4 separate regions of the Mus musculus genome follow, and regions 2, 3 and 4 are each linked to region 1. Evidence: chromatin contacts called from public Hi-C and HiChIP or PLAC-seq data. All regions are on one chromosome and are shown on one strand. The core of a region is the stretch at or near the end of the contact, and the rest is flanking DNA. Distances in the headings are between cores, read along the strand shown.

Region 1 (6,729 bases), core at 2,257-4,756:
CTCCTATGCCTGTTACATTGAGGTTTTCACAGGAAGGATGCTGCCTGGAGAAACTGAATACAATATGACAGCTTAGAGGAATGAAGCTCACAGCGGGGCTCTGCTGGGATATAGAGGTGCAGTTTCATAATCCCTTCCCCTTTCTGAACACATCTTCCCAACAGTCCCATTGTGGGCTGTTTACATGAGGACTGATGGAAGACACCATTCCACACTGAGGTCTGCCTTTGTGGAACCAAACACTTGCCTATCTGTAGCTCCTCCCACACCCCCACCCAACTCCCTTGACCCATTGTCTGATTTCAGTTGGTATTCTTTTCTGGTTGAATGGCCTCAAACACAAGCAGTACACCCCCACCCCTCACCATCCAGGAGCTTTTCTTGGTAGATGAGACTAACCCTGGTAAAAGATCTGTTTGCAAGCATGAAGCCCCTGCTCAGAACCAGGCAAGGGAAGCCCAGATGGAAAGCCAAGTCTGCCATTGCCTGGGGATCATCCATTGTGCAGATTAAATGACTTTCACTTCCACTCCTACTTCCTCTCAAGGAAAGCAAGAGGCTGGTTTCAGACTTGTTGCTTCTTTTCAGAATAAAAATAAAACTGCATTTTAATTTTTTTCCAGCCCTTGAATGCACTGATGTTAGAATAGAGCACTTGTTTGTAAACTCTTTAACCCCAAAGGACCATTGTAAGAAAGCTCTGATCATTAACTATGAAATCTGAAGGGTATATTGTCTACTCTCTATAGCTACCCTTCTCTGTTTGGGTCCTCTTAACAGAAGTGGGGTGTAATAAAATGAGCTCAAAATGTAACAAGAGGGACTGGGAAGATGGCTCATTTAGTAAAGTACTTGTCACACAAGCATGGGGACCTCAATTTGATGCCCAGTACCCACGTAAAAAGCTGGACATGGCAGTGCATACCTGCAATCTTAGGGCCAAGAAAGCAGCGAGTGGGAAGTCCCTAGAGCTCTCAGCCACTTAATCTTGCTGAATTGATGAGCTTCAGGTTCAGTGAGACTGTCTTAAATAATAAGGTGAAGACTGACAGAAGAAGACACCTGAACACACACACCCACACACACTCACACTCACACACACATTCACACAGAATGGAGGAGGGGCAGGAAGGGAGGGAGGGACAAAGAATAACAGAAGTGGTTGGGTTCATTTAGAAGGAGGCACATGGTTAATAATGTAGCTGAGTCCTAGGGTCTATCCTGGTGGGGATAGTTTCTTGTTAGTGACAGAAGATTTAGTCAGCACGCCTATCATGACCCCATTCCAAAGCCTGGACACTTATATAGGTGTAGTTCCCCAGATCCAAACAATAGGCATAAAAACCTCCTCCTTGGGGCATTCACTCCTGAAAGCAGACAAGTCCCTTCTCTGCTTCTCTGCTAATCAACAAAAGGAAAGGAGTCAGAGAACCTGTGTTTTGGTAATCAGGCTTCCGGGCAAGGCCTCTGGCCGGGCTAACAGCCTTCCCTCTCTCGGGTTTGGCAGTCTCTATATTTATATTGAGGACAAAATATTCCTAGTGAAAACATCTCACATCAGAGTGTCAGAGGAAGAGAGCAACAACACCCATCAGGGGGCTTTTGGAAAAGCAACACATGTGCTATGTTTTGACTAAACATATTCTCCAATGTTCTTTTTCAGATGGTTGGGTGCAGTCAGCTTTTAGACAGGCAAACGCATTAACTTCTAGGGCAAAGGCCACCTTGTGGCTGGATCTCCACTCTTGGGACGTCAGCAGGAGCTCTGATGTTGTTGGAGGTTGGACTGAGTAGACACCCCCCTCCCTGCCCTAAGATTTATTGCCGCAAAGCGAGGGTGCCTACTTTACAGGTAACTGCTGGAGATTGGATTGAGGGTGCTGGTTCTTTGCAGGAGTTGTGCCCTGACCTCTCTTGCTGTAACAGCAGATAGAAGGCTCTAGTGGAGCTAAACCTTATGAATGGGACTCTCAGAGCCTGCTCTAAGAGAAGTAGGCTAGTAGGAATACTGGGTGAGGGTGGGAAGGAGGAGCGAGGCAAACCTGACCCAGAAAACTCTCCCAAAACAAAACAAAACCATCCAACCAACTAACATCAAAAACAACGAAACAGAAGAAGGAAGAAATGACTGTGTCAGGAAACAATGGGCGGGTGCTCATATTTGCAAGGGGAGCTGAGAGGAAAGGCAGCTTGTGTGTGTGTGTGTGTGTGTGTGTGTGCTTTAAAGACAATCACATTGTTCCCCCAGCTGAAGTGTTGACATTTCTTCACAGTCACTCATGCAACATATAGGTGTCCCCCAGACCAGAGCCTATGGGCTGTGGATCCCACTCTGCCCCACCCCCACTCCCCAAAAAACATTGCTAGCTTCTCTAGGATTTCGTCTTGTTTTCTCACTCAGGAGCTGTGACTGTCCACAGTCCTGTCATTCTCGCACCTGAATGGCTCTGCTTAGCGAATTCCAACGCCCGCCCTCTTCTACAGCGAGGGGTCTGCATCCCTATCCAGGAAACTGTGGGAGGGAGCTATGAGGTAATAAATAGCCTGAGGGAGAACTACAGAACCCCCCCCCCACCCCCCGCGCACGTTCAATATCACAGACACCTGCTAGGGTTAGAGTGTTCCCCAAGTGTGACCCCGTACCCCAGTCTTTCCAAACACAGGTTGGCATCAAAAACAACACATTTCTTTTGGCTTGCCCTCTTCCCCATTCTCACCGGTTTCACGTGGCCAATTTGGAACAGCTGGGTCCCAGCCAAGCTCAATTGCTCAGTCTGGAGGCACATGAAGCCCTTGGAAATTGCGATCCTCCCTCTGAGCTGGATCACCCATCGCTGCTGGGTGCCCGGAAGTCTTTCGGAAGCCAGGGTTCATCCACGATCCCACCCGCGGGATCCCCTGTCCCTGACAAGCCCCTACCTTAGGTAGTGCCACAGGCTTCTCTAGCCTTCTCAATCGGTCCTTCCACAGTGCGGGACATCCTTTGGGTCGGCCTGCGCTAAGTGCACGGCCCCTCTTCCTTAATAACTTCCCTTCTCGTCCCAGCCCACATCAGGCTCCCCGGATTCGCCAGGACCTAGGAAGCCCGGACACCCAAGGGTTCTTCTTAATATGCCAGGCTCATTCAAGCCCAGGACACTCCTCCATACACCCACCTCATGCCGGTGGAAACCAAAATCAGCCGCAGAGAATGTGTTTAAGAGGCGCGTGCACCTACCTGCCGAGAACGCTCCTAGTGCCCGGAGACGCTTAGTACCGGGTGGCATGTACCACCTCGGCACCCACGCACCGCCCCTCGCTGCCGTGCACCTCCGGCTCCGCGGACACCGGTGCTCGTTCCTCCCAGCCAACAGGGAAAGGTCCGAGGGTAACAGTCGTGGCCCCAGCGCTCGGGCGTCGCACCAGCTGCCGCCGCGCCGGGTGAAGTTGCGGGGCCAGAGGACGCGCGGGTGGCAGAGAGCGGAGCGAGCGCGGTAGCGGAGAGGGCGGTGGGGAGGCGCGCACGCGGGGGCTGGCGCGTCACCGGTGGGGGGGGGGCGAGGGAGGAGGGCGGGTGGAGACAGCTGCTTGATGGTCCCTTCAGCCCGACTCCTTCAGGGTGCGCTTGGGTGCTTGCCTCCAGCTGATCGTCTGCCTGCACGTCAGGCTCTGGGACACTAGCTTGTGGCGCAGCTTAGAAGGACTCCGCCGCAGGGGAGTTGAGACCAGCCGGACACGGAGCATTAGAGGAGATCTCAGCTGAGACAAGAGTGCCTGTGCAGCCAGCCTTTGGGGATCTCAAAAAGGGCCGTGCATTGCAAATGATGAGATGGGGGAGGGTTGTGTGCAGTGGTGAAGAGTGAAGTTCAAGGCTCAAGGCAGGAGTTATGTTGAAAAGCCCGGTTGGAGAGGGCCTCTGGGTACAAGTACCCAGGGCTTGTTTCGACAGAGGTTTCACTATGATAGGGAGAAGCAAGACTTTTGTTTGACTTTGAAACCTCTCTTTTGGTGTGAATTTGAATTATACATAAGGCTATAAAATGTAGGTGGGTCTGACAGACAGAAACATTCCATAGAAAAAGGACCTTTAGAAGCTGAGTGTGGTGGCATTCAAGAGGCTAAGGCAGGAAGGCTGCTGTAAGTTCGATGCCAGCCTGGGTTATATATAGTAAATCCCAGGTCAGCATTGGTAACTAGGCTATTATATGTGTGTGAGTGAAGAGTATGAGGTTGGGTATTCTAAGGACCTGGAGCCCAAGAGTGGACTCTGCGTCCATCCTTAGGTTGGCAGTCTTCCAGGCCTCAGTTTCCTCCTCAGGGAAACTGTCTTACTCATACAATTGTGTATTTACAATATGTAAAATCAAAGTGTCCCACAAATTCATCCATCACATTCCAAGCTGAGACCTAGTCACTTTATGAGGACATTAGAATCAAGAAGTATAAACCTTGACCAACAAAGGCTAGGAGAGGAGTCTATGGCAGCATCAGGAAACCTGGACATCCTTAGACCTGGAAAACGCAAGCAGCTGAATCACACCCCACCTAAGGATACAGCCAGACTTCAGGGATCACCCAAGGAGGAGCACTGTACAGGCCTCTCACCTGGACCACGAGGCCATGGCTTGAGAGGAGCTCAGACAGGCTACCCTTGCCAGCTGCATTCTCCAATGCCCTTCTCTCAACTCAACACACTCCCCATCAGGAAGCCACCTTCCCATGTGGACATTCCTTCCTAGGAGGAAAGCGTCGACTACGACTACACATGTGACAGCTTAGCACACAGAGGGCAAGCAAGCTCTCTGTGTGTTTCCTCATGGGTGTTCTGCTCAACAAGCAAGTCCCTAATGCATCAATCCGTACAGAACTAAACGTAAGTTTATGGCGATCTTCTTATCCCCTGACATTAGACTGTTTACACCTGGCTGTAACCTTTCAGTATTTTGATTCCCACTTTATAGGCAGGCAAACTAAGGTTACAGAGAGTTAGCCTAACTTGTCCAAGATGACCCAGCCTCATCGACTTTAGATGCTCATGCAAAAAAGAGACATGGCTTGTGGGGAGACATTCTTCATGGCACACCCATCCTTTGGAGGACACAGCAAAGCCGGGCTTGGATTCCTGACGAGTGGAAATTGTGAGTTAATGCTGTGTGTTCTTTTAAATGACTGTATGTTGATTTCTTAGGCAGTGATAGACAATAGTCTATCTACATTGCAGAAACAGTGGCCTTAAAAAAAAAAAAAACAACCCTGTAAACCACAATGTGACTCTTCTGTGGCTTTAAATCCTGCTTCAGTTCCCTATATGGAATACAGAATAAAACCCAAAGTCCACACTGCTGGTGATGGTTAATCTTCATCATCAGGTTGGTCGAATCTAAACTCACCTAAGCAGTAGACCCTTGGACCAGTCTGTAAAGGGTTCCCTAGATAAGTTAATTGAAGTGGAAAGGCCGGCCTTAGATGTGGATAGCACCTTCCATTCCTGGGCTGGGGCTCTGGTCCGAATACAAGGAGAGAAGGTACTTGCCACCAGCACTTCCTGGCCATGATGGTCAGTATCCTCTCGAATGGAGCCAGGTATTTGATCATAGCAACAAGAAACATAACCTCAGCACCACTGCTAACAAGATCCTGGTGAGCCAACCCTTTATAGATCTCCACTATCTCCAGGGCCTCTCTCTGGTTCCTCAAACCTTCGCAGCCTTTTCCTGGGTCATCGCAGACCACTGGCATCTTTAGTACATCCATGTCCCCAGTGATCATTTCCATCCCCACTTGTCTTCCAATGCTGACCATTCTTTGCCTGTCACTAATCTGTGAGCTCACGGGGCAGGGACCATTTCTGCCTTACCCACTGTGTCCCAGGCCTATCAGATGGAAGATGGATAACTGCATTCTGAAGCAGTTCCTGAGTCTACAAGCATTTCCTTTCCCTTGTCAGCCTGGCTTATCTCCGTCGGGAGAGCCTTTGCCCACATCCAGATAGCAGCAGCCATTTATTCACACTCAGTTAAAAAGCCCCCAGCTATCTCCATTCCCTCCGGCCCCTTGTCCCTTTCCTGTCCTCTCACTTCTGAACTTCCTAACAGCCAGATCTCAAGATGCCTAGAACCTCTACCTTGAGTAATATTGCAGGTACTGAAGTGTGATTGCTCCAAACAGTGTTACATTTCCTGGGCTCAACTCCTCAACCTGGGGCAGAACTGAAATTGCAAATAAATAGGAAGTGGGTTGAGCAAAGTGCCACTTTGAGCTGGTTCCCCAGGCAGTGTGTATATGATGGAAGGGTAGATCCTGAACCCAGGTCAGTTTCCTCTTTGGACTGGGATCTGTCCTGGATGACTGTAGCCGCTATGGGTCCTAGCACAAATCCTCCTCAGACAGCAGGTATGAGCATGAGTTACGGATGGACGGAGCATCATAGGTCTAACGAGACAGAATTCGTTCCTGATAGGGCCCTGTGGTTCACATGCCAGAGAAGTTAAGTGATTTGTCCGTCAGGGCAACCAAATTAAGAGTACACAGAAGAAGCCAGGCACCTCAGTCCAAAGCTCTACAGCAGGCATCTCCACCTACTGTCTCTGCTGAGATCTCCAGAGTCCCCATTCTTGAAGGGGTGGATTTCTCCTTATTTCTACTTTCTCTTGTGGTGTATTTACCGCTCCCTAAGCAGAATTCAGAGCATTCCTATCCGCCAAGGGCATTCTTGTGACTTTACCCAGGGAAATAATGAAGCACAGATCT
Region 2 (6,729 bases), core at 2,932-5,431, 240 kb after region 1:
CTGGTAGTGCAAGAGGAAAGTCATAATCACCTGCTGTGACACAGCCTCTTATTCCACACCTGGGATTAAAACAAAAACATATTCACATAGCATAACTGAGTCTTTAAAGAAACCAGAATTCTCATTACAGAAGCTGTTTTTTTTTCCTAGCAATACTATTGAGAGGAGGTTACACACACACACACACACACACACACACACACATACACACACACATACACACAGAGAGAGAGAGAGAGAGAGAGAGAGAGGAGGGGAGGAAGGGAGGAAGGGAGGGAGGGGGAGGAACAGGGATGGGGAGGGGGAGAGGAGGAGGGAAAGAGAGGGGGGAGGAAGAGGAGGAGGGGGAGAAAGAGAGGGGAATGATAAAGATCATTTAGCCTGTCTATCCACTACTATTTGAAGGCAAGCATGCTGGAGCAAGTTACTTCACCCCATATATTTGAGGGTAGCATAGAAACTCCCCAATGGATTTTACACGTGCTCCCTTCAGCAATGAGTCAAGGGCCTCATGGCATCATCTTGATCATCTGACATAACAGATGCTCTGCAAACACTTCATTAACTACAGTTACTTCTCCCAGCAGAGGAGCATTCACTGGAAGCATTCACACTCTCTGAGCAGTAAACTCAACTTGCTTTTCAATGTGTCCCAACTTCGGGCAGACTATGTAAGCATCTTCCAGTGACTGCTGTACAACGTTGCTGCTTCCCACCCACTATTACAATAACATTTTCTGTTGTCATCTGTTCATGGCCACCCTGAGCTTTGCAGTGAGAAGACAGCACACCTGATGTGCAAGGTAACAGAGTTCTGTGCCCAGGGCCACCAGGAGTGTGGCAGGGCCAGCACCAGGACAGTCAGGCAGCAGTCAATGTCCACTCGCTTCTTGCTACCCACACAGACAGCAACAGGATCATAGGGGTTCTGTCACTTAGCTGTGCCACTGCTACCAAAATAGGACCTTTGACATTTAACCGACCATTTCAAAAATTAATTGCATGAGACACCTTGGTGGTACACTGTAGCCTCCCCTCCCCCAGCTTTAGGGTTCCTCTGTTTACACCTGGATGGAGCTTGCCTGCTCAATCGTTCTGCCACGCCCACTGCTGGAACCTGCCGCTTTGCTGTTTGGAGCCATCCACGTGGTCACCCTGCTACTGGTCCCCCAGACTATTTGGCGGGAATCGGCCCCCCCTTCCTCTCCTACATAACTGCGTGCTGATTTAGTAAAATTGAGCTTTGATCAGAGTTGCTTTTGACTTGGCTCCGTTCTTTCTTCTGTCCGTCTAGTTCCTCTCTTTCAGCCCGAGCTGCCATCTCAGTTGAACCGTTCGTTTCGAGCTGCTGGTTGGCCGCAACAGTACACGCCTTTAATCCCAGTACTATCTAACTGCAAAAGAAACTCACTGAAGTATCTAGAACATGCCCCAGATTTTGGGTTTTGTTTTTTTTTTTTTTTTTTTTTTGCCACATTGGACTTTTAAAGCCTTCTCAATGATATTTACATTATGCTCTGATATTTTAGATGTACATACTATTATTTTCTTTTGCAAAAAGACCTATGTTTGAAGGAATACATTTGCGATTAAAGATTGATTGCCTAGGTCCCTGAAGGAAGCAGTCACATCGCCACGGGTTTAACTTTCTGAAAATTAGCAAATGATGATTCTAAGTGAAGCTATGAAATCTTGGGGCTTTGACTATTCTTATGTATGTGTACAGGTACGTATCGTATATCATATCTGCCTGTGTGCTTATGATTGCATATTGTTTGTATAGTTCCAAATTAGCTTATAGATAAATCAGCACCCACTAAAGTGTAAATTTAGCACAAATGCCCTTTAATTCACATGATTTAAATATATGTGTGTTTATACAATTTTCCAATTTATTTCTATTTTATATTTTATATATAAATTTTTATTTCTGGTTTTATTGAGACAGGGTCTCTCTAGGTATCACTGACTGTTCCTTAGAGATTTACCTGTTTGGGATCAAAGCTACCATTCTTAGCTATGTGAGCATAGTTTTGGAAATATGATAATTTAAGTTTGTTGCTGAAAGAAAAGTAAAGATTTTTTTTAGTTGCCAACTAGAGAGACCTTTCAACAGTTAGATGTGACAGTTAGATGTGACTCCTGCTCTTCCAGATGACCTGAGTTTTGTTCCCAGCTCTCACCTCTGGTAGCTCACAATGGCTGTAACTCCAGGTGATTGTACCCCTTTTTCTGGCCTCTTTGGGCACCTATACACTATGTGTAGTGTACATATTCCCAACCCCGCACCCTGCCTACTGTCAGATCAAACATCGAAGGGACCCATGATAAACAATGCCTTGGGGGACTGTGAGAAAAGCTCCAGGAAAAAAGGGAGATGGCCTTTTACCTCAGGTGCATTTTGTCCCCTGGATTGTCCTTGAACATGATTTTGTGCCTCCTGTGACAAGCATTTACATTTACTGTATAAGAGAGGTTCATTCTTGTTAAATATGAGAACATAGCTATAGAACCCAATCTGGTCAGTGTACTCTGAATCCGGATATGGCCTTCTGCCTTGCTTTCCCAGATTATACCTGGGAAGATACACACCAGGCAATTGTGTTTACATCAGTCTGTCCTGAGGCAGTTCTGGGAACGGGCTGCTCTGTTAATATTTAGTATGTGCTTTCTGGCATTTACTTACATATTTTTCTGATCATGTTTTTTTCTGGCCATGTTTTTCTGAACTCAACCTTCCTTGCATTATTGCTTTTTTTTTTTTTTTTTTTTTTTTTTTTTTTTTTTTTGCTACATTCATATATAGAAGTGTACTGAAATTGAAGTAAGTTTTTCTACACCATTAAACTACAATTTGCCCCGTTCTTTCAGCATCTTGAATCCTGGGTCTTGAAGACACAGTTCTGAATAGGCCATCAAAAGTTGATACCATGCTCATAATTGTTTTATTGATAACAACTGTTTTGCCTAGGCTAGCAGTCAATCCGGATCATACTTATCTGTTTCATACTTAACAGTGGAATAGCCAGTGTTTTCTGCTTCAGGAACAGCAAGCTCTAAGGGCTTATACTGGTAAAATAAATAAATAGATAGATAGATAGATAGATAGATAGATAGATAGATAGATAGATAGATAGATAGATAGATAAAGTCTTGACTGTTACATGATGATATCTTGGGAGGCCTACAAGTAATTATAAAGAGTAAATACATTAAGTAAATTTAAATAAAATGTGTTTTTAAATGCATTCTTCCTGTAACTTAAAAACCTAAACGGTTTTATGATAAACTAGTGTGTCCTGTCCCAAATAATCTTGTCTTGTTTCAAGTTGCCAATTTAAATAATAATAATAATATAATTAAGCAACATAATTTGTTTTCTGAAAGGCCTGGTAGCATATATCCATAATCCCAGCACTCAGAAAGCAAAAGTAGGAAGTTTGTAGTTCAAGGCCAGCCTGAGACACTGTACACAAAATTACTTAAAAAAATCATAATAATTGTAAAAAAAAAAAAAAAGGCCAGTTAGTGATAGAGAATGAATCTTTTGCTAGGAAAAACTAAAGAGGAAATAAAGATACATTTTTGTGGTACTAGATGTTGAACTGAGGGCTCCGTGTGCTGGTAAGTCCTCTGCCACTGTTGATTTTTTACTTTTAGTATTGATATAGGAGCTCAAGCGGTTGCCCACGGCACGGTTTCCTCGAGTTAGCAATCTTCTCGTCATAACGTCCTGAGTAGCTGGAATTAAAGGTCTGCACCACCGTTCTCAGGTAGAGAAAGAAAAATCTTTGCATAACTTCCATATGATAGAACAAGATTTTATTATTGTATAGACTTACTAAAATAGATAGGACAGGACTATAAGATAAGCAAAGGAAAGGAAAACAGTCCAGGATGGTAATTACACAGTCCTGAGAAGTTACTTTGTGTCTCAGAGTGCTCCTGATGTATACAGAGGCCTCTCAAATGCTGCTCTGGATTCTGATACTGACTTTTCTTGGCTGCTAGAGATGCTCTTTATGGTTTTTTTTTTTAACAACATAAGGGTGACTGAAGCAAAAATTTTAAAAAAAGAGAGAGAGAGAGAGAGACAGCAAGCAGTTTTACTGAAAGTCACCCTGCAGTCCCCTTGAGGGAACTTTGAAGGAAGAAGCCACTTCAGGTATGGTGGTACGATTTCCTGGGTTCATCATGCCGTATAAAGAGGGCATGAAACCAAAAGGTTGTGTTTGTGTGTGTATGTTAAAGTATAAAGGGGATCATGAGAAGGAAGGAAGAGGTATCAAGGGAGGAAGAGAGGAAAACTCAAGTTGAGCTTTGCTCTTAGCTTCTTAAATTCCACAAAAAGGATGGCACATATTCAGTGTGTTTAGAAACATGTGCATGATCTGAAAGCAGAAGATGGACTCTTGGGAGAAGGAGGGCAACCATCTGGAGGAAGAAGTGGGCCCCAGGGTGCAGACACTGGGTCGAGAAAGCAAATGAGAACAAACTATACGCATGAAGATGCCAAAAGGAAACCCGTTACTTTGCATGTCAAATTTATTTATGCTTAAAATAGACTCAAGTGAACCTAACAATGTCTATAAACAAGGTCCAAAACTCACTGAAAACAAGGGATTAATCACAAGCATCTCCAAGCTGCCGATTTTGGTCTGTTTTAATCTCCTGACTGATTCTGCTATTTTGAGTTAGAACCTACAGTTGCGTTTGTATCAGATTGTGTCAGAAGACACAAAAATTCATTTTGCTTTTGTTGTATTCTCTCAGTTGACCTGTTTGCCTGTTTTGGAATAAATTTCCCCAAGACATTAAGTATATATTTCCTGGGTTATTTAAATGAGGAATATAAGTTTTCTAATTTTATTCAAGACTTCCCTCAAAATTTGCTGAGCTTTAAAGTACTACACTAAAACAATTACAAAAGGAACTCAGGTGATGGAAGCAATTGTGACCTTAAGATGTATCACAGTTTGGCAGTGGGGGAAGTGATACCCTAAGGAGGACAACACAATGTCTACCCACTCAGAAGTTGTCTTGGAGGATTAATCTTCATCTCCTTAGCCTCTCAAGGATGAAAAGCGGGGACTAGAGAGATGGCTTAGGGGTTAAGAGAGCTTACTGCACAATCATAAGGGCTGAAGATCCCAGCACGCATTTAACAAGCTGGGCATCGCACATGTGTCAGTTAACCCCTGCTCTGAATGGGGCAAAGGCAGGAGGTTTGCTGGTACTTGCTGGCTCCCAGCCTAACTAAGAAGACAGGAGCCCTAGATTCAAGGAGAGACCCTGCCTCAAAGAAATAGGCTGTGAACATAGAGGACGATACCTGATGCCTTCTTCTGGCCTCTGAGTGGGTACATCCCTGACCACCCATACCCACACAGAGACATACCGAGAGAGGGAGAAAGAGAGAGAATGAGAGAGAGAGAGAGAGAGAGAGAGAGAGAGAGAGAGAGAACTTCACAGCTTCTGTATTTCTCTCTGATCTCCCCTCAGCCACACTATCTGTCCACCTCATTCTCTATAGACAGCAAGCTCTTGGGCTCCTGACCACTCATTTTCAGGTAAGCCGTAGAAGAAACCCGAGCCTTATTTCCCCAAGCAAACCACACCATTGAAAACAGTATTCAAATCTTCCCCTTACCTTTCTGTCTTAGAGCTAGCCATGAAGACATTTGTTGACTTGTCTTGCCTGAGAGTAGATCCTAAGACCTGTGTTTTACAAGAGATACTGTGCTAAAAGTCAGGAGAAAGGAATGTGTGCAGACAGAACAAGAAGACTCAAGGCAGATGGGCTTGCTGACTTCCCACTCAGATTATTGTCTGATTAGATCATCTATCTTTTGCTCAAACACATCAGACAATGGCTGTCCATGCTTCAATTCCTCTTATGCCAGCAAGTTACCCATGAACGTCACCAAAAGGCCCATGAAAATCCTATTACTTCCTCCAGCTGCTTTTATTTATCATTATACTGTTTGTGTGATAATATGTGTGTCCATGTGCAAATACATGTTATGACACGCATGTGGAGCTCAGAGGACAACTTTTGAGAGCCAACACTCTCTTTTACCATGTGGCTCAAGCTCAGGACCACCAAGCTAGCAGCCAGCGCCTTTACCTACTGGGGTACATTACCTGCCCCCTTCAGTTCATTTTAATCTACAGTCTTGCTCTTAATGACATGTAGTCTTCATTCATTTCCTCAAAATATAGCCATGTGCCTGGAATACTCTCTGCCTCCTGTGCACATATTTAGCTTCCTTACCTCTCAGCCCCAAGTCAATTCTCATCAAGGAAGACTTCGCAGAGAAGGGGAAATTCACTACAAGCATGACCCTCTCACAGTACCATGACCTTTTCCTTCGTGGGACATATCCAAAGTTATCGTTTGGTTTTTAGCTCTGCTGTTTATCGATTTCTCTATTCCATAGAAAACTGTCAGACATATGTATACATGAGTCTTCATGGTTCCTCCGCAGCCTGACGCACAAAAGGATTTTAATAAACAGTTGGGTGACCATTGCAACTAATAGCCCACACAGGTGATTCCCACAGAATCTTCTCAGGAACCTACGATTTAAACCTGATGCCACCCAAGGGTATCTTCACAACAGTTGTGTGCTTACTTGTAAAAGTAAAACGAGATGTTACATTTGACATTCTAGATTTCAAAAGTATAACAGAAGGCACCCCGAATGCTGACTAGGAAGTGCTCTAAAG
Region 3 (6,729 bases), core at 1,377-3,876, 160 kb after region 1:
CATGAGTGCCCGGTGGGAACTGCCCAGCGATTACAGCATAAGTCAGTGAGACCCCCGCCACCCCGCCCCCCAAGCTGATTGTGCCAATGAGCGTGGGCTCCTGTGAACAGATTAGGGATTGTGCTTTTTTCTGGAGACCCAGTTCCTTTCTCCTTTCGATCCACAATTCTTCCTCTCCTGAAGTTGGGGTTTGCATTTTTATTTCTATGCAGTTTTTGCTTTGTCTAACAAGCTCTGTGAAGTTTACAGCCCCGGCTGAATTCCCTGGGAGGGACCCCCTCCTTTTATTGTTATTATTTTTTTTTTCAGTTTCCCAGTGCAGCCTTTTCTTCTTACTCGGGACACTCAACTATCTCCCAACTGTCTCTTTCCTGTCCCAAGTCACTCTTGAGAGACATGACTGAAGTTTGAAGCCTTGTCCTTTTGATGGGAAAAGGAAATTCTAAGCTCAGAATAGGTCTCTTCTGGGACAGGCACACAGATGCCACACTTGCTGGGTAATGGTGCCGGAGCCAGTCTGTCTTCATGAGTACTCTGTGTGCTGTATCCAAGGCTAAAGTAGTGACAATGATTCCTAACAGACATGTCATATCCACCATAAGTGCCATGGAGATGCACCAGGGTTTGCAGGACTTGAACTGGTAGGGGGAGGACAATGGAGACTCACTGATGTAATGGTCCCAGAGTCCTGGTCACTGTGACTCCAAAGTCTAATTGAACCTAATACTTATAGCATCTTCCTACCCAGAGGGCCATACGATGCTTGTTCTTGGCTTGTGAAGCCGCTGATATTTTAATTAATTTTTCCAGGAAAGCATTGGCCTGCAGTTCTTAGAAACATCATTTTGCTGCCTGGCCTTGCAAGAATCTGACCTATTTTAGGAAGGCAGCTCACTGTGGCCTTAGGGTTCTTTTATGCAGGAGAGAGAAATGAAGCTCTTCTCTTGCTGGCTGGGGCCTGGATACACAAGTCAATTACAGCTACTGAACGAAGACTCCATAAATGTGCCAATGAACCAAAGGTCTTCACAGATTTGTACTGAGAGGACCATCCCCAAATAACCAAATACACTGTGGTAGACGATTAGGCAGGGCCCATCCTTTGGAATACCAGAGGATCACTAACACACAAGGCCTCTCAGGGCTGTGCCCTTTGGCAGTGTGATATCTGTGGCCACACCACCTAGCTTGGTTTATGAGCAAAAACTCCACTTCCTGAACATCCATGGGCTGGGGCTGGGAACACACTAAGAATCCACTGTCCTCTTTTCTAAAGAAAAGAGAAGAAAGAAAAAAGAGAAGAGAAGAGAAGAGAAGAGAAGAAAAGAGAAGAGAAGAGAAGAGAAGAGAAGAGAAGAGAAGAGAAGAGAAGAGAAGAGAAAAGAGGAAGATAAAAAGAAAAAAAAAAACCAAAAGAGTTTTCAGCATTAGAGGAGTGTCTTGGTTTCCTCTATTTCATCTTTTTTAAAAAAAATCTTATTTACTTTATTTTATGTGTGTTGGTGTTTTGCCTGAGTGTATGTCTATGTAGGAATGTCAGATCTTGGAGTTACAGACGCTGTGAGCTGCCATGTGGATGTTGGGATTTGAACCCAAGTCCCCTGGAAGGATAGTCAGTTCCCCTAACCACTGAGCCATCTCTGGAACCCCGTGTCTTAGGGTCTCTAGTCCTATTATAAGACACCATGAAGAGCAACTAGAGAAGGAACGGAAATAAATGGAAATCAGTACAGGATCTGAAGGCAGGGACCTGGAAGCAGGAACTGAAGCAGAGGCCATGGAGGAACAGTGCTCATTGGCTTGCCCACCATGGCTTGCTCAGCCTGCTTTCTTACACACCCAGACGCCCCCCCCCCACTAGGCTGCATCCTCTCAAACCAATATTTAATGGAGAAAATGTTCTTAGAGTTTCCTCTAGGCAATCTGATGGAGGCATTTTCTCATTTGAGGTTCATCTTCTCAGATAATGTCTAGGTTTGTGTCAAGTTGACAAAACCGGACTAAGCCAGGGACTCTAGTGTTTTTGTATTCACTGGACAGCACATCCATAAATAAAGGCCTTAGTCAGGCTTGTTTTGATGCCTAGTCTCCCAAAGATGTACAATTAGAAAAGGAGCAGGCAGGAGAAGGCAATGACCCAGAAGACAAGAAGAAACGTGGCTTTGTCTAATGAAGCAAAACTCAAACTGTTCTCTATGGCATTATGAAAACACTTCTTTCTTTGGATACAGCTATACAAAGTTTCTCAGAGTTTGCAGGGAAAATAGACACTTGCCAATCAGAGGTAAGTCTGTAATTCTTATAAGCTCAGAACTGTGGAATGGAGGGAGGAAGAGAGCTGAGAGTCTGAGAGCATCCCGGGTTACACACCAACATCTTGTTTTAGAAAAGAAATATACGATCTGATTATCCTCAATCTGAAAGGCAGAAGGAATGAAGATGTCGTATGCCCTCACAAGAGCTCTTCTTTTACAAGATGTAACCTGAATGCCTTAGGTGGTTCCCCATAAAAACGGGTGATTCCTGGAACGGAATGTGCTGGAAGGAAGCCTTCCTCCCCTTAGGTGCTCCTGAAGAGAATAGCTTCTCTGTAAGTCTCTCAACCAAATAGCTCAATAACCTCAAACAGCTCAACAGCCTCAAAGAGCTCAATTGGTGCTGTGCAGTGCTCTTCTGTCACCTACTGACAACTTTGGCTCATTGCAGTTTCCCAGGCCTTGGTGTGTTGTCCAGCTCAAATTAGAGTAGTTCAGCGTGTCCAAAGGAAAAAGTAAATATCTTTACATTCTGGACAGCTATCCTATTTTCTCAATTGTCTTCGGTCTTCTACTGCTAAAATAATAATACATGTTGCTGGAGAGATGGCTGAGTAGAGATGTGCCTGCCACAGAGCTTACCCTGCAGGGTATGTGTGGCCCCTCCTCCCAGTAAATAAATCCGGCTTGAGAGATGGTTCAGTGGTTAAGAGTCTCGTTGCTCTTGCAGTCACCCCAGGTTTGATACCCAGCGCCCATATCCAGTTGCTCACAACTGCCCGTAACTCTAGCTTTGTAGAATCTGCTGCCATTTTCTGGCCTCGGCAGGCACATGCGTGTGGTACACATACAAACAACCACACAAACACATAAACAAACAAACAAACAAACAAATAAATATACTATCTAAAAAGAAACACATTTATTAATTAAAAACAAAATAACATGTCAAACAGAGTCTTATATTTTTTGTAATTTAATGTCTTGTGATTGGTATAAGTACTGTATATTTTAAAGTATTTGTTAGGTTTTTTTTTTTCATAAAATATGATTACCCTTAAGGCATTTAGGAAATCATGGGTACATTCGTGTGTGCATGTGTGCACGTGTGTACGTGTGTGTGCACTCGAGAGAGTGTATTCACAGTGGTGGTGTTTTTGGGGGATGGCCTGGGGCTTATATAGACTGATGTAGTACTGTTGAACTATATCCCAACCTCTGAAGGTATTTTAAGAGAGAAATAGTCTGTGATGGTCAGGTCTGCTTGTCAACTTGGCACATCCTAGATCTACCTGGAAACAGAGTCTCAGAGAGGGACTGTGCAGAAGAGTGAGGTTGGCCTGTGGGCATATCTGTGGGGCAATCATTCTGATCCCATTAATTGAGGTGGGGAGATCTGCCTATTGTGGGTGTCACTGTTCCCAGGGTTTGGGGCGGGGAGCAGATAAATGTCAAGAGGGTGCTGAGCAAAAGCAGGCATCCATTTGTTCCCGCTCTACTCTCACTGTGGACGTGACAGGCTGCTGCCAGTTCCTGGCTTCACTGTTCCAACACGGAGAACTGTAGCTTGTGACTGTAGACAAACAAGCCTCCTGCTCTGAAGTCGCCTTTGTCAGGATATTTTATCGTAGCAAGAATGTGATCAGAACTTAGTCTATATTGCAAATAGCAGAGGGAGGAGTCTTTGCAGAATCAGTGTTGTGGAACTCCATGGAAAATCAGCAAAGGCATAGGAGCATATGCAAATTATGTAAATACAGACTCCAGGGCGGTCATACGCACAGGCCTGTCCATGCCTTGGAAGACTGAGCCGATGTCAGCAAAAGCCACAGTTCAGTTACCCAGCCTCAGGAATTCTAGCCAATGGAAAGAATCTAAATGTATCACATGCGCGCACACAGACACACACACACAGAAAAAGCATGCTCACATAAACTTGCATATACACACAAAACCACGTGTACACACTATTAGGTATTCTCTTATTTTAATATAAAAATTAGATCGTTCTTGGAACTCACAGAGACTTGCCTCCTTCTGCCCACAGAGTGCTGGGAGAAAAGGCATGTACCAGCCTAAAAGTTATATTTCTTATAACATAATTTTCTAAAAATAAACTTTATACCTTTTTGGATCAGTAAACAACAAAAAACCCTACATTGTTTTCATGGGTGGCGACATTTGTTATTTTACTTTTGTATACTTATTATTTACATGGTGTTTATTTGTACAAGAGGAATACATTTTAATGGAGATAATTACCAGTTGAAATCATGTCAGTTTTTAAAGTATAATACTTCAAAAATGATGACTACTAGCCTACTAATTTGTCTGCAAGAGAAACCAAAAGATTGGCTTGATTTCTCTAATGTGCCAGGAATGCAGTTAGAAGAAAGAAGGGGGGGAAGGAAGAAGGAGGAGGAGGAAGAGGAGGAGGAGGAGGAAGAGGAGGAGGAGGAGGAGGAGGAGGAGGGGGAGGAGGAGGAGGAGGATGTGGGGGAGAGAAGAAGAAATCCCTGTATTTTTCCCTACAGCAGTGGTTCTCAACTTCCCTCATGTTGGGACCCTTTAATACAGTTCCTCATGTTGTGGTGACTCCTCCCCCTACCATGAAATTATTTTCATTGCTACTTCATCTTTGTAGTTTTGCTGCTGTTATGAATCATAATGTAAATATTTGTGTTTTCTGATGGACATAAGTGACCCCTGCAAAACAGTCATTCAACCTCCAAAGGGGTCATGGCCCACAGGTTGAGAACCACTGCCCTAGACAGCGATGGCTGTGACCCCACTGGTAGAAGCAGAGCTCATGGAAGGCGTGAGTCCTGGGAAAGCCAGGGCATCAGTGTAAATGCTTTCAGTTACAGGTTTTCCTTGACCTGAGTGTGTGTGTGTGTGTGTGTTGGATGTGTGACTGTGTGCTGAGAGGTCAGAGGTCAATGTCAGGTGCCTTCCTCAATTGCTCTCTACCTTATTTTGTGTGACAGGGTGTACCTCACTGAACCTGAAGCTCATCATTTCAGCTGGCTTGTCTTGACAATGAGCTCCAGGGCTCCTCCCATCTCTGCATCCCCACTCCCCTCCAGTTGGGATCATGGATACACACTATAACCGCAGGGATTTGCATGGGCGCTGGAAATCTGAACTCGGTTCTTCATGTGTGCATGGCATTCACTTTATTGGCTGAGCATATGAACTGTGGAGACTCCACAAAGTGCTTGTAGGAATGCCCTATGTTGTGGTTGGTTCTGGTATCAACTTGCCACAATTTAGGAAGGAAACTAAATAAAAGGGGCTATTTTCAGAACGAAGGTCAGGTCACCTTTTGCTCACATGACCTCCCCTCTTGCTGCAGAGTGGTATGTGCTCTGTTGCTGCCTCTGATTCCTTCTCTGACAGTAGAACCAGCTCTCCCAGTATTCCTTGTGGGCTAGGACCAGCAGCTCTCCAGATCCTTTTGGTCTTCACTGAAGCACCCTGCATGTGGACTGAACTACTGGACAGGACATTCCCCCAGTGAGAGACTTCTGTTCTGTGACTACCCAGCCTTAGGAATTGACTCCTGGGTTCTTAGTGTCTAGGGTTGTTTGTTTTGCTCATTTATATGTGTCCCTGTGCGTGTGGTTCTGTTTCTCTAAACTGACTAAAACTCCCCACACCATGTCTGTGGGTGTCCTCCTCAGGGCCGTCTCTCTAGAAGTCCCTGCCTCCTCACTTCTGTCACCACACTCTCAGATCCTCAATCTAGGTTCATGCAAACAGGGAAACAGTTGCTAATAATAACTTTTCTGTTACAATTTTCTTTTTAAATTTTTGATATGGTGTGTGTGTGTGTGTGTGTGTGTGTGTGTGTGTGTGTGTGTGTGCACACGTACAGGAGCACATGTGTGCTTGCTCATGCCAAGATGCACATGTGGAGGTCAGACGACAATTTTCAGGAGTTGTTTCTTTCCTTCCACCATGTTGGTTCTGAGGATTAGACTTGGCTGCAAGCCTTGACTCACTGAGCCATCCCGGTAGCCCATGATATTCAAAAATAAGCCATAGTAGGACAAACTATCTTAAGTTACTATAGAGATGTGCAATAGCTTTGAAAAGGGGTGTAGTAGTCTATACACAAATCGTTATACTTGAGAGGATGGGGCAGGAGGATCTGGAGTTCAAGGCCAGCTTGCATTACATAAACAGAGGAAGGAAGGAATGGATGGGTGGATGGGTGGATGGGTGGATGGTAGATGAATGCCTGCCTTAAAGTGTGGATAAAGGAGAATAACAAGAGTAGGAACATGTCTTATTTCAGAGCCTGCTATGAATCCATGCACACAGTGTGCTTTGGGTAGAAAATGACAGTTATATCAATGAAACAGAACGAGTTTCCAGAGTCTTGGTGGGGAGTTCTACTGCTCACAGCGTCTCTTCTAGGAAGCCAGGACATACTATGGTACTGTGCTGTGCACACACAGCTGCCAGAGGT
Region 4 (6,729 bases), core at 2,400-4,899, 150 kb before region 1:
AGAATCTGCTGTTCCACATGAGGGCTTTGGGGGCTTGCTGTGTAACTCTAAGAGGCCTTACAGTTTGGTATATAGTGCAGGCTGGCCTTGAATTCTAGAAATCTTCTTGCCTCAGCATCTTAAAATATAGTTTCACCTTCATTATTCATTTATTTTCACCTTTCTTTAAAAACTGAGGATTGGCCGTAGGACCTCATGTATGCAATGTATGTATGTAGCTTTAACAATGAGCTACAGCCTATCTTCTTGCTGTTTTATTGGTTTGGTTTTTAGATAACGCTCTGAAATGTGCATCTTTGTATGTGCAAGGCTTCTTAAATGCTTTCCACCTGCAGCCAGACACTCCATCACAGTACAATCCAAAGGCGTGCTAATTTGATACATGCTGGGGAACAGTGGTAGGACAATATTAAAAGCATTTTCCACAATGAAGCTATTATGTTTTCAATCTGAGCACAAACTTCGTATAAACGAAAGAAGGAAAACCTGGTATAACAACAGACAATAGTCTTATATCTGAGTTGAGGTGTTTAAGGCAGGATTAAGGTGTCATGTAACATGATCGATAGCGCACACAGGGCAAAACACACTTGAATGTTTAGAACTGTGGTGGTTTACATGAGAAAGACTCCCATAGGCTCAGGTTTTGAACACTTGGTCTCTAGTTGGTTCTGTTGGGGGATGGGGAGGTCATGGAACCTTTAGAGGAGATGCTCTACTGGAGGAAGTATGTCCCTGGGGTGGGTTATAACTTCGTCCTGTCTGTAGTGCTTTCTCTTTTCTTCCTGGGCATGAAGTTTAGATGGGACAGCTCAGCTTACTGCTCCCTGCTGCCATGCCAGCCGTGTGCTGCCATGCCTACACTCCATGATGGACTAGTCCTCTGGAATAGTAAGCTAAAGTAAACGCCTTCCGTAAGTCTCTTTGGCCATGGTGTTTCATCACAACAGAAAAAAAAAATGGATGCAAGACTGAGGGTGCAGGGACATACACAGTCAAATGCCCAGATTCATAATGTCTGATTTTTGAATTAGTTTTTGGTCACTATGCATTCAGAAATCTTTTTCTATCACCAGCTTTTGTGACACCCCCGACTTCAGCAACATGATCCCCACTTTAGGGCTGTGACTCATAGTTTTATGAACTTTGTCATATCCCAGCTTGATAGCCATGCCATAGGTTCAATAAGCAGATGGGTGGACCTCCGGCTGAAAAACAAAGAGTCTCAGTCTGTTTAATGTTGCTATGAGAAAAAACTCAAGACTGCACAGTTTATAAAGAGAAGCAAGTTATATTCCCACCGATCTGGCGGTTGAGAAGTTGAGGAGCTGGGTCCCTCATGAGTCTTCTTGCTGGTGGCAACTTTCTTAGATGGGTTAAGTGGATAGCTTTGTGGAGAAGATGATCCTAATACAAAATCCCTGTTTAATGTGGTGGTCCATGCCTGGAATTCCAATAATCAGGAGATGGGAGCAGGAGGATTATGAATTTGTAGCCAGTCTGGACTACATAGTAAAAAGAGTCAAGTCTTTTTTTTTTTTTAAACACTCTTTTTTTGTTGTTTTTAAGATTTATTTATTTATTATATGTAAGTACACTGTAGCTGTCTTCAGACACTCCAGAAGAGGGCATCAGATTTTGTTACGGGTGGTTGCGAGCCACCATATGGTTGCTGGGATTTGAACTCTGGACCTTCGGAAGAGCAGTCGGCACTCTTAACCACTGAGCCATCTTGTCAGCCCCTCTTTTTTTTTTTTTTTTAATTATTATATGTAAGTACACTGTAACTGTCTTCAGACATGCCAGAAGTGGGTGTCAGATTTCATTACGCATGGTTGTGAGCCACCGCGTGGTTGCTGGGATTTGAACTCAGGACCTTTGGAAGAGCAGTCAGATCTCTTAACTGCTGAGCCATCTCACCAGCCCCAGGATTCTGTCTTGAAGTAAAAGAATACTTTTCCTTTCTAGACAGACCCTAGCTTTCCTGATATACTTGACCTTTGAGCCCAAGGTCAGGGGGATGCAGCTTGGTTTTGTTTGTTTGTTTCTTTCTTCCTGGCAACCTCCGTGTGTGTGTGTGTGTGTGTGTGTGTGTGTGTGTGTGTGTGTGTGTGTGTGTGTGGCATAGCAGGACATCACCTGGTGAGGATTAGGGAACTCCCAAGAACAGAACATTTTTTTCTTTCTGCATTTACTTGCCTAGGATTTTATTCCATACTTCATTTCACACTTATTTCTGAAAATAATTTTGTCATATGGTGTGTGTGCGTATTCCTGCTAAAAATAATCCACCCTGTGTAGTGTAGATGATACACGCCTAGGAACACATCTTCTGCATGCCCGGGAAACCTTCTTCTGGCTTCCCATGTGCAGCCCATGCTTTCCTCGTAGGCTGTCTTTCCCTGGTCCCTCAACCTTTCCCATCTACGGGCTCTTTTCTAGCACCATTTAAACACTCACACCTTTTCCCTCTTGGTTTGCCAGACTTTATTTTTCAGTGCTGGGACTGAACCCACAGAGTTAGTTTTCTGACTCCACAGAAGCGCATGCTACTCCTTTCCTGACCTACTGCGTGAGACCTATCAGACCACTAAATCTCCCTTAGTCGATCTGACAGCAGGTTCTTATTGATAAAGGAATAGATATATTTATATGTACTTCTTTTATTTTTGCAGGGGATTGGAAGCAGGGCTTTGTGCATGCTAGGTGAACATTTTCCCACTAAGTTATATCCCTGGCTCTCATTTTAGTTTTGTAGACAGTCTCACTAAGTTGCCCAGGTTGGCCTTGAACTCATGCTTTAGCCCAGGTGTGCAGTGAACTTTCAGTCCTCCTGCCTGAGCCTCCCAGGTCGATGAATTAAAAGCCTGCACCAACAGGTCATGCCATATTGCTTAATTTTTTATCATTAACCAACACTTAGATCCTAAGATGCTTGCTTTCAGCTCAGCATAGTGGCACACACCTTTGATTCTAGCACTCTGTAGGCAGAGGCAGGCAGATCTCTGAGAGTTCAAGGCTAGCCTGGTATACACAGTAAGATCCAGGACAGCCAGAACTACATAGTGAGACCCTGTCTCAGAAAACAAAACAAAACATGCTTCCTTTCAAGATGCCAGTGCTGTCCTGCTGTCCTGCTGTCCTGCTGTCCTGCTGTCCTGGTTTGATTGTTTTACAGCCCTTCCTGTCAATGATCTTCACAAGTAGGTCCTGGGTCTTCTGTCAAATCTCCCTAAATTATCCATCTTTGCAGCAAGGACAGCAAGACTCCAAATGTAGAGGGATTTGTTCAAGCTTGCATTGGGTGATACCACCTATCAGACTAAGGCACAAACTAGCCTTATTCTGTGTAATATCTAAATCGGTCTATTTCATGCTTGTTGTGTGGGGCACTGGGGATACCGGGCATTAAGATGCTATCTTGCCTCCTCCTCTGCCTCTTGCAATCTGTTTACCCTTTCCTGCCCCTTGCCTGCCCAGCTCCATCACACATCAATGATTTGTTGATGGCTCACTGCATCTAGAAGAGTTTTCTTGATCCTAGGCCTGTGTAGGCTCCTCCTCCTCCTGAATTCTCTGCTGTGCCTTGTGACAGTTCATTTTCATGGTCGACTTCACCGGATTTAGATTCACCTCAGTGACTCATCCTAGGGTGGGTGGGGGAAGGTGCTCGCTGAGCGGTTGGCTGAGAGGACACCACTTACCCTGGGTGACACCTTCCTTGGCGGGAGTCCTAGACTGAATGAAACAGGACAAAGGAACAAGTGAGCTCGGAAGCAGCATTCATCTGTCGTCTGTGGATGAAATGCACCCGCTTTCCTCACAGGCTGTCGCCACATGCAGACTGTGCTCTCCTCTGCCCTCCCCACGTGCTCTCCTCTGCCCTCCCCACCTCCCTAAGTCCCCTTCGTCAGGTGTTTTGCCACAGCAGTGAGAGAAGTAACTCCCACATCCTCTTCCTATTTTCTTTCATTTCTCACATCTTCTGGCGACCCCTCACTTCTCCTCTTCCCATGAGGCCTTTCTTTCTAAGTCTCGAGGTTGGCTCTCTAGTTTAGTCAAAAAGTAGAACCACCACTGTCTCCATTGCATTTCTGTTGCTGTGTTAAAAACCCAGACCCCCCCCCAAAAAAAATCGACTTAGGGGAAGAAGAGTTTATTTAGCTCCCAATTTCAGGTTACACCCCAATTGTAGCAGAGATGTGAAGGCGGAAACTTGAGGCAGCTAGTCCCATGACATCCACAGTCAAGAGCAGAGGGAAATAAATGCATGCTTCCTGTTCATTTATTTGTTCTTATACAACCCGGCACCCAAAAGCAGGGATGTGACACCCACTTTTGGGTCCAGTCTTACAGCAGTTAAAAGCAAGCAATCGAGACAATCACTCACAGACATGCCCACAGGCCATCCTGATCTTCACAATTCCTCCTGGGAACCCTCTTCCCAAGCGATTCTGAGTTGTGTAAAGTAGACAGTTAAAGTTGGCCATCACAGCCGGGGTAACAGGAGTCAAAGTAAACCTTCCATTTCCTCAGGGTGTGGTCCTTAGTGTGCCCATGGAGGCCAGCAGAACCATGGGCGTGGTCCTTAGTGTGCCCATGGAGGCCAGCAGAACCATCTTCAAAACTCATAGTCCCAACACCTGGCATGAGGGTTTTACTAAGAATTTGTTTGCTTTATGAATAAGGAGAAAAATGAGACACTTCACATTAAATATTTGAATTGATACTTGAGAAGTGTTATCTTCTCAAGCAAAGAAAAAAAAATTACTACAGGAGCCTTATTCTGTGTGGAGGTAGACGAGAAGCCTACTGTCTACCCCATCCAATCTGCTCATTCTGTTTGCTTTAATACAGTCCATGTTTAGGGAGACAGACTAAAATCCAGTCATCTTTGTTATTGAACTTCTAAGGGACAAGCTGGTTGTGGTGATGCGTGTCTGAATTCCTGACACCTGGGAGGCAGGAGCAGGAGGATGCAGAGGTGAAAGCCAACATGGGCCGCAGAAGGAACTCAAGGCCAGCCTGAACTTGTGAGGCACTGCCTCAAACAATAGTTTGAAAGAATACTGTCTAGCTATGAACTAAAGTTAAGTTTGGTCAACAGATGAGATAAACTCAATGCAGAAGGTTAAATGGATGAGTCTCTCAAATCCTGCTTTTAATTTAGACAGAGTCTTTCAAAGATCTGCTTTTAATTTAGACAGCATTGTTACCTAGTGAGAAGGGGGGATTATTGTGATAGAGAGAGGTCACTAAATTATTGTGAATAAGTTTGTAAAGATTTTATTTATCTATATATTGATTTTTTACAGACAAGGTAGTGCACGCCTTTAATCCCAGTGCTCAGGATGTAATGTAGGCAGTTATATGTTAGTTTCAGGCCAGTCTGCTCTACATAGCAAGTCAGTTAGGTATACCTAATGAGGCCAGTCTCAAGACAACAGAAAAGAAAGGCTAGAAAAAAGCCCACGTCTATATGTGTTCATGTCTGTGCATGTGTGAGTGCAGGTAAACGCTGAATCCAGAAGAGGGCATCAGATCTCCTAAAGTAGAGTTGTACAGGTGGTCGTGTATCCCCTGAGGTGGGTGCAAGGAATTGAGACCCTTTGAAGGGCTGTGTGAGCTCCTACCTGTTCAGAGCTCTCTCTATTCCCTGAAGGAACTGAGACCCTTTGAAGGGCAGTATGTGCTCCTACCTGGGAACTGAGACCCTTTGAAGGGCAGTGTGTGCTCCTACCTGGGAACTGAGACCCTTTGGAGGGCAGTGTGAGCTCCTACCTGTTCAGCACTCTCTATTTCCTGAGGATGGATATTTTTGAAATTGAATCCAACCATGATATTTGAAGAATTCTGTGGGTTTGATTTTACAGCTTGGGGTTTGGTATAACAGCTTAGAGGAAATCAGTGGGAATTTCTTTTCTCCTTTTCTTCTGGAAAAATATTGTGACACTTCTTCCTAAATATATCAACACACTCTATTATAATCTACCAATGACAGAGATCTAAAAACTGGGATTAGCCGGGCGTGATGGTGCACGCCTTTAATCCCAGCACTTGGGAGGCAGAGGCAGGCAGATCTCTGAGTTTGAGGCCAGCCTGGCCTACAGAGTGAGTTCCAGGACAGCCAGGACTACACAGAGAAACCCTGTCTCGAAAAACCAAAAATAAATAAGTAAGTAAGTAAATAAATAAATAAATAAATAAAAACCTGGGATTGTGGGCTGGAGAGATAGCTCAGCAATTGAGAGCACCAACTATTCTTCCAGAGGTCCTGAGTTCAAATCCCAGCAACCACATGGTGGCTAACAACCATATGTAATGAGATCTGATGCCCTCTCTGGTGTGTCTGAAGACAGTGACAGTGTACTCACATCCTCAAAAAAAAACCAAAAAAACCCTGGTATTGCATTTTTAAAAAAAGATTTATTTATTTGAGTACACTGTAGCTGTCTTCAGACACACCAGAAGAGGGCATCAGATCTCATTACAGATGGTTGTGAACCACCATGTGGTTGCTAGGATTTGAACTCAGGACCTCTGAAAGAGCAGTCAGTGCTCTTACCCGCTGAGCCATCTCTCCAGCCCTGGTATTGCATTCTTATTGATTTAGTTTGCATGTGTGGGTGGAGCAGGATTATATGCTTCAGGGGATATAAATTCTTTCCTTCCATTCCGTGGATCCCAGGGATTGCACTCAGGTTATGAGGCCTGGCAGCAAGTGTCTTT

Evidence for each region. Hi-C and Micro-C count contacts between places; a contact is called where the count stands out from the background. HiChIP or PLAC-seq counts read pairs in DNA pulled down with a chosen protein or histone mark.
Region 2: an H3K4me3 HiChIP or PLAC-seq map of pro-B cells shows a contact between it and region 1, with 3 times the contacts expected there. The contact joins the enhancer-like site here to the promoter of Ripor2 in region 1. A contact is called at or near these places in 1 of 484 Hi-C or Micro-C datasets (B cells), 5 of 115 datasets of contacts at active chromatin or transcription factors (the 230-238 cell line, embryonic limb bud, embryonic stem cells and 2 more) and 1 of 9 other capture datasets (adipose tissue).
Region 3: a Foxp3 HiChIP or PLAC-seq map of regulatory T cells shows a contact between it and region 1, with 5 times the contacts expected there. The contact joins the enhancer-like site here to the promoter of Ripor2 in region 1. A contact is called at or near these places in 9 of 39 promoter capture datasets (the C10 cell line, cranial neural crest, embryonic stem cells and 5 more), 1 of 15 datasets of contacts at CTCF or cohesin (CD8 T cells), 2 of 484 Hi-C or Micro-C datasets (Th17 cells and nephron progenitors), 26 of 115 datasets of contacts at active chromatin or transcription factors (the 230-238 cell line, the HPC-7 cell line, SST interneurons and 19 more) and 1 of 9 other capture datasets (pancreatic islet).
Region 4: a Hi-C map of natural killer cells shows a contact between it and region 1, with 2.8 times the contacts expected there. The contact joins the enhancer-like site here to the promoter of Ripor2 in region 1. A contact is called at or near these places in 3 of 484 Hi-C or Micro-C datasets (granulocyte-monocyte progenitors, natural killer cells and nephron progenitors), 2 of 115 datasets of contacts at active chromatin or transcription factors (effector CD8 T cells and microglia) and 2 of 9 other capture datasets (adipose tissue and liver).

What each region holds. Positions count from the first base shown.
Region 1 is chr13:24,635,425-24,642,153 of GRCm38.p6, reverse strand. It overlaps Ripor2 (RHO family interacting cell polarization regulator 2), which reads right to left and starts at 3,506. Exons shown (of 23, transcript NM_029679.2): 1 at 3,218-3,506. The coding sequence starts at 3,266.
Region 2 is chr13:24,396,408-24,403,136 of GRCm38.p6, reverse strand. All of the region lies in intron 2 of Cmah (cytidine monophospho-N-acetylneuraminic acid hydroxylase), which reads right to left. Among named protein-coding and RNA genes, the nearest start is that of Gm11342, 24 kb to the right of the region's middle. Within about 2 kb of position 4,181, at least 23 of the 459 cell types and tissues checked have an H3K27ac peak or open chromatin away from gene starts, as enhancers often do. A contact at or near this core is called in the 230-238 cell line, B cells and pro-B cells, where this site is marked.
Region 3 is chr13:24,478,023-24,484,751 of GRCm38.p6, reverse strand. No RefSeq gene overlaps it. Among named protein-coding and RNA genes, the nearest start is that of Gm22013, 5.4 kb to the left of the region's middle. Within about 2 kb of position 2,626, at least 15 of the 459 cell types and tissues checked have an H3K27ac peak or open chromatin away from gene starts, as enhancers often do. A contact at or near this core is called in CD8 T cells and regulatory T cells, where this site is marked.
Region 4 is chr13:24,783,246-24,789,974 of GRCm38.p6, reverse strand. No RefSeq gene overlaps it. Among named protein-coding and RNA genes, the nearest start is that of BC005537, 15 kb to the left of the region's middle. Within about 2 kb of position 3,649, at least 121 of the 459 cell types and tissues checked have an H3K27ac peak or open chromatin away from gene starts, as enhancers often do. A contact at or near this core is called in effector CD8 T cells, granulocyte-monocyte progenitors and natural killer cells, where this site is marked.